Regions from separate parts of the Sus scrofa genome. Here region 2 is linked to region 1. The links are chromatin contacts, called in public Hi-C maps. All regions are on one chromosome and are shown on one strand. Each heading gives the region's core, a stretch centred on a gene start, on an enhancer-like site or on the middle of the called end of the contact. The rest is flanking DNA. Distances are from core to core; before and after follow the strand shown. Region 1 overlaps JARID2 (protein Jumonji). Region 2 overlaps LOC106504328 (a long non-coding RNA gene).

What was found. Hi-C and Micro-C count contacts between places; a contact is called where the count stands out from the background.
Region 2: a Hi-C map of embryonic fibroblasts shows a contact between it and region 1, with 2.2 times the contacts expected there. The contact joins two enhancer-like sites.

Annotation. Positions count from the first base shown.
Region 1 is chr7:11,584,885-11,588,135 of Sscrofa11.1, reverse strand. JARID2 (protein Jumonji) reads right to left here. Exons shown (of 19, transcript XM_021100205.1): 10 at 2,075-2,167. Among named protein-coding and RNA genes, the nearest start is that of DTNBP1, 130 kb to the left of the region's middle. Within about 2 kb of position 1,650, at least 51 of the 83 cell types and tissues checked have an H3K27ac peak or open chromatin away from gene starts, as enhancers often do. A contact at or near this core is called in embryonic fibroblasts, where this site is marked.
Region 2 is chr7:12,204,699-12,207,911 of Sscrofa11.1, reverse strand. All of the region lies in intron 1 of LOC106504328 (a long non-coding RNA gene), which reads right to left. Among named protein-coding and RNA genes, the nearest start is that of GMPR, 48 kb to the left of the region's middle. Within about 2 kb of position 1,606, at least 24 of the 83 cell types and tissues checked have an H3K27ac peak or open chromatin away from gene starts, as enhancers often do. A contact at or near this core is called in embryonic fibroblasts, where this site is marked.

The DNA.
Region 1 (3,251 bases), core at 401-2,900:
AGTCCTGAGGAGGCAGGAACACGCCTCCAGGCGGGCTCTGGGCACATGGCCTACTCCTCCCAACAGCCCAACAACCGGCAACCCTGACAACCACGCGTGGCCAGGACAGCTGCACCCTAGGACAGCAAGGGAAGGGAAGGCCCCAGACCTCTAGGCTGTGCCCCGAGCCAATGAGACAGGCGGGGAGGGGTGGGCACGGGCCAGGTTCGAAAGCTGACCAGGTCATCCTCACAGGCACGATCCAATAAACAAGCTCAGGGCAAGAGCAGGTCAGCACTGGCCTGGCTAGCGTAGCAGGGTTGCCCCCTCAGCGGCCCCTCTTGGGCCTGTTTTGTCACCATCCCAGAAGTGCAGCATCACCCTCCGGGCTCCGCCAACCCCTCCGGGAGGAGGCTCCTCCAGGAGCGCCAGGCGTCGGCCCCCACCCTGCTGTGCGGCTCCTACGGAGAGGGACAAGCCTGGGGGTGGCCAGAGGCCCCTCGTTGAGAAGAAAAGTGACAGCATCATAGGCATGGGTCTCTGAAAAGGACATCCTTACAGATAAGGGACAGGGGAGCAGTCCGAGGGGACAGGGCCAGGCCAGCCCTACGGACCGTCTGCCGAGACTCACGCCACCTCTGCGGGGAGGAAGGGCACCATCGCTAGGTGGGGGCAGCGCAGCTGGTGACCCCGGGCCAAGGACAGGCCCAGCTCTCTGCAGGACCCAGAAGTTCGCCAGACGAAGACCAAAAGTTTGGATTTTAGCAAACCTTCCCTTTGTGTTTAAATACTATGCAACCGCTAAAGCAAAACCCAGACTTTTAAGGAAAATTAATTCTCAAGCAGGAAACTAAAGCAGGCCAAACTTTCTTCACAGCAAGCAAAGTAACAACCCTGCACCTCTGGAGACTCCGACAAAGACGTGTGCTAGAAAGGGTAGGACAAAGGTCCCGTTTTCAGCTCGGAGGTTCAGCCCCCGAGAGTCACGTTCCTTTCCTCTGACGTTTCCCCCACAAATGGCGCGAGCGCTCCAGAAGCAACTGTCGTGGCCACACGTGTTCCAGAATCAGAGCCCTGTGGATATCAGGGTTGATGGAACGTGGCTTTGGCAGGGTCAAAACTGGCGGACAGGGTGGGGGTCAGGCCACTGCATGCTGTCCACAGATACAGCCCAGGGTACAGAGCTCGGGCAGGCCATGCCCACCAGCAGAGACCTGAAGCCTGAGAAGAACGACAAGGGGGCTAAAATCAAACTCGCGCCCCGCCAACCTGGGAACCAGACCTGGCACTAGAGTGGGCCCTCCTGGGCTACCAATGGCCACCGTCGGAGGTGGGGGTCCACATGACACAGACAGAGGGCAGGGGGACCGGGACCAGGCAACCTGGACTGAGTCCAGAAAACCCAGTCCCAGGAAACCCGGTCAGATCAGGGCCTGGGCCCTGTGGAGGTCAGCTCGGGGTTTACCTGGAGGATGAGGCATAGCTCCTCGGAGATGACAGGGCCTGAAAGCAGCTGCACACCACAAAAGCCAAGGCTGCGGCCCCCTCTCCCCTCTCCCTGCGGGAGTGGTGGGAGGAGCCGTCTCTCCCTGGACAGGCCCCCCTCCGACGGCATCGGGGAGCCTCTGGCCATGTGGCTGGGAGCTGCCGGGGGATGTAAACAAACAGACCGGGGCCCTGGCCCTCTGTCGAGCCTCACACAGCCCCTAATTGGGCTCTGCAACCTCACGCTAACTCCAAGAGGAGAGCTGGCAGGAGCACAAAAATGGCAACCTGCCAATCCCATTACATAAAAAATAGGAGAGGAAAAAGCACAACTGTGGTTCCAAGGGATTGCAAACATTCTCTTGCGTAACAGGCTCCCGGGCCCGGGGTGAGAAGGGGCGAGAGAGGGCGGCGGCTGGGCAGGCCCGCGCCGGGAGCGCCCCGCTGGCTGCGGCCTCTGGTCGGGCGAGGCGGGGACAAGCCGGAGGTGTGGGGGGGGCGGGGGGGCCCTCCCTTGATTATTCCTTTTCGGAACCTCGACAGCTCGGATGGGCAGGGGTGAAAACCAGGACAGCGGGGCGGGCCGCCCACGCCCCCCGGCCGCACTCACCTCGATCTCCGCGGGGGCCGGCTCCTTGCTGAAGCACATGTTCATGATATTTCTAGCTGTTCGGTAAAAAGTCGTTAAAGAAACAGATCTTCCCTGAAAAGAAAGCAGAAATGAGGTTGCGCTTAAGAAAGAGAGCGGAGGCGGGACCCCACAGCCAGCCAGCCGCCAGGTGTCCCTGTCCTATCGCCGTGACCGCGGGCCAGAGCGCGGAGCGGACCCCAGCGGAGCCGGGGGAAGGCTGCCTCTGAGAAGGACCGCCAGTGCCGTCCAAGGAGCCGGGGCCCAGCAGAGATACTCGGGGTGACTCCCACAGCCGCCCTGACGGCCGGCACGCCGAATGAGCAGCCTGGCCCCATGGGCCTGCAGGGGACAGGAGCCAGCCCTGTCCTCCCGCAGGCCCTCAGCTTACTGTCGCCCCTGATCAGGAGCCTTATGTCACCCCGGGGCACACACTGTTTTCGAGGCAGTCCCGGGAGGTGCCCAGCCTCCCCACCTTCGTGCCCCACGATGGTGGAAGTAGCTGCTGAGGGCCTACTGTGTACCAGGGACAGCTCTGCAGAGAGGGCAGCACACCCCCTAAGAGCCGGGTGGGGGTACTAGGGACCAGGAACCAGAAGCCGGGGGCAGGGCTGCAAGGCAGGTGGCCTTCATCCGAGGGGGTCAGGGAAGGCGTCCCTAATGAGGAGACCCTGGAGAAGCCCCAGGCTGGGGGCAGATCCTGTGCCATCTTCTTGCCTTTGGAGGGCCAGTCAGAACCAGCAGCTCACAGCCTCTGCCCTTGGCGTAGGCGCTCCAGCTCTGTTACGGGTTCTGACTAAAAGAGAAACTTGCATACAGCTCCAAACTGCTCCTGATGTGCTTGCTACCCCTTACAAAAAACCCTGTGATGACCGTGAGGGACCAGATTTTCTGTCAATGAAAACAGAGTTTTTGTTCCCAGGCTCAGAACCTGGAGAGCCTCAAACTCCTCACGGCCACCAGCCGTCACCAAAACAGCCCAATTCAATTAGATTTTCATGATGGGAACCAAAATTATTTACAAAGCACGTCTTAAAAAACAAAAACAAAAAAAAAACACCTTACTGGTAAAACTGCCCTTAAAGCAAATGTAACAAACTAACAAAAAGAGAGTAAGTAACTCATTTCAGGAGCTGGCCTTTTGAAATCACAGGATTTA
Region 2 (3,213 bases), core at 357-2,856, 620 kb before region 1:
CTCCATATGCCGTGGGAGCGGCCCAAGAAATAGCAACAACAAAAGACAAAAAGACAAAAAAAAAAAAAAAAAAAAAAAAAAAGAAGAAAAGAAAAGATAATTACATGTAATGAGTACAATTTTATGGGGAATTCATCTATTAATGAGATGTGTATTTCTTCCATTTAGTTCACATATCTTTTTCTTTCCCTTCTTTGGCTGCATTTGCGGCATATAGAAGCCCTCAGGCCAGGGATCGAATCCAAGTCACATCTGTGACCTATGTCACAGATGGAACAGCTGCAGTAACATGGGATCCTTAACCCGATGCACGGGGCCAGGGATTGAACCGGTAACACCCCGGAGACAAGCTGGGTTATTAACCCACAGTAGTATAGCAGGAAATCCTAGCTCATATACCTATGAATGAACATTTCTTTTGGAGCTCTCAGACACAGTTAAACATTAATTTATTTCTATTCTTTTATAATTAAGTGTAAACACTGAAAAACTAGCTCATATTAAATAGTGGGATTAGAACTGATATACTTATGTTAAAGCAAATTACTCATTTCCTTGATCCCAGAATTATATAAGAATCACAAGGGATTCCTCCTCCTCTTCCTCCTTCTCTCTCTCTCTGTTGCCCCTCCGCCCCATATGCCAGGTTCTCTCCAAAGCATATTACATGAATTATTTAACATGGTCCCTTAGCAACCCTATGAAGTATGGCCTTTTATTATTCCCATTTTACAAGTGAAGAAATTGAGAAGGAGAGTGAATCTCAAAGTCACAGGTTTAATAGGTGGTAGATGGTGAATTCAAAGCCAGGCATTCTGACCCCAGAGCCTACACTCCTAGCCAAGACCTATCACAGAAGACGGCATGAGAAAGTCCAATTGTTTCCCAGTGCTTGGAGCACATATTTGTTGGCCATTTCTCTAATGAGAGCGAAGACCCCAGAAATAGAAAAGCTTCATAAACATTCAAAATTTCATTCCACTTATCTTCAGTCTCCTGGAGATTTGCTACCCAGCAGCTCCTGAACAAAAGACCCCAGTTGCAAGGCCCGTGATTTTTAGAAAGCTGGTTGGAGAAATTGCCATGATGTGAGATCCTTTTGCAGTATTTTCAAGGATTGTCAGGCAATGGTTCTCACCCTTTCAGTCCCAGAAAAGTACAGACTGTCTCTGACTCTCCATCCTGGACCAGCCTCCCTTGCCCTATATCCAGAGCTTCAAATGCCCGAAGAGTTGGCCCGGCTCAGCCTCATCACCTTCTGCAGGGGTCTCCAGTCTTTGATTTCTGTGCCAGGGCACCGCTGAATGGTTGTTTGGTTAAGTCAACCTTGTGCTAGGACCTTGAGATGCTGGGTGGGTGTCGGCAGCATGTGTCTGTTTATTTTCATTAGACTCTGGTAGTTACATGACAGACACTGTTGATGTACTGGGGCCGCCCTTGCCTGCTGTTCAAGAAAATGGGGATTGGAGCTGTTGGCAGAGGTCCTGCGGGCATTAGAGAGGGAGGGGGTGAAGGGTGGTGGAGTCATGTTTGGAAGTGAGGGGAGCCAGTGGGAAAGCTTGCTTCTTGACTGTGCCCAAGTGGCCAATGAAATGATCCCAATTGTGTAACTGGCCGTCCAGGCCTGGCGTCTGGCTAGCAACAGCCCTGTACATCTGGCTACACTGCGCCCTGTCTCTGTGGCAGCTGATTTCAGGCTTCACGGCTATTACCCAGAGTCAGGAGTAATGTCTTTCATTCTGAGACGTCTAAACCCCCAACCACAGGCATGTTTTCCTCCAGGGCAGAGGGCAAATGCAATTACATCTGTGACCAATTTACACAGCTGGGAGCTCAGCCTCCTGACAGAAACATTTATTTGAGCTTCAAGTCTCCAGGGAGCTGGGGGACCAGACAGGAAGTGAGGTCCAGCAAGCCTTTGTTGCCCATGCTTGCTAGGCTGAGCCTTGAAAACAAAACACAACAGAGGATGTCAACAGTGGCTTTTATAAGCTAAAAATGAAACTGCTCTCTAGACCAACCAGGAGGGCTTTCAAGGCATAAAGAGGAATAAGAAGATTCAGATAAGACATGGCTGCCATGGACCCTGTACCCACATAGCATGTACAAGGCACGCAGGAGAGGTGGAAGGAGGTCCCTCCTGACTGTGGCGTCCCCAGCAAGTCACCTCCCTCAGGAATGCTAGGATATGAGAGAAGTGCCCATGGGCTTTTGAAGGATCTGAGACATTGTTTGGGACTGGGAAAAATAAAATATATATATATATATAAAATATATATTTTCCCAAAAATTAAAAAAAAGAAATTGCCAAAGTGAAAAACACTTGTCTGTAAAGATTGGTATTATTATATTCAGGTCATTTATTTTTAAATATATCTTTCAAATCTATAAATTAATAAGAGGTTGTTGGGTTAGATTTTTCTCACTTTACAATAATTCCTAAGCTCAATAATCACTGAGACATTATTGCTAATTAGAAGTGAGGTGTTATCCACAGATGATGTTTACAGCAAAATGATGAACATCTTGTTCATTTCTTGAATAAAAATCAAATATTTTGAGTTAGTGCATTTTACCATGTTTGATACACAATGTGGGATGGGGCCTACAAAGCTCTTACAATATCCTTGAACTTGCCCCTGTCTAGCCTTTAGTTATCCTCTCAGTAACACGAGGCTATAGAACGGATGATCAGTGAGGTCCTTTTCGGCTTTGAAAATTGCTAGGTTTGCCCAAGGAGGAACACGCAAGGCCTCGTTGGTAAAGCATAAGAGATTCATTAGGGCATCAGGGGGCACGGGCTGAGCTCAAGACGGCACCACCCCTGACTGTGAGGAGGCGCCAGGCTGAGAGAGGATCTGCGGCGGGCACCTGTGGCTGGAGTTCAGGGCGGGAACTTGTGGCAGGAACGATGAAGAAGGCAGGGAGGGTCAATGGTCGGTGGGGAGGGCTGGGGGTGGAGTCCACCCCCAGAGAGGGCAGCGAATCCTTGCAGGTGGTTAAGCGATGCTCCACACTGTGGGACAGGGTGCAGATCTTGTGCTGGGCTGTACCCATGTCCCAAGCAGGTCTCCAAGATGAACAGTCACATTCGGGGGGTGGGGGTCTGTCTCCATCCTCCCGGGAAGCTATCAAAAATCCCCGCACCTGTGTAGGATGTTGGCAGAGGAATCTTAGGTACATTCTCAACAAGGCTGAGCCACTCCTTCAGAG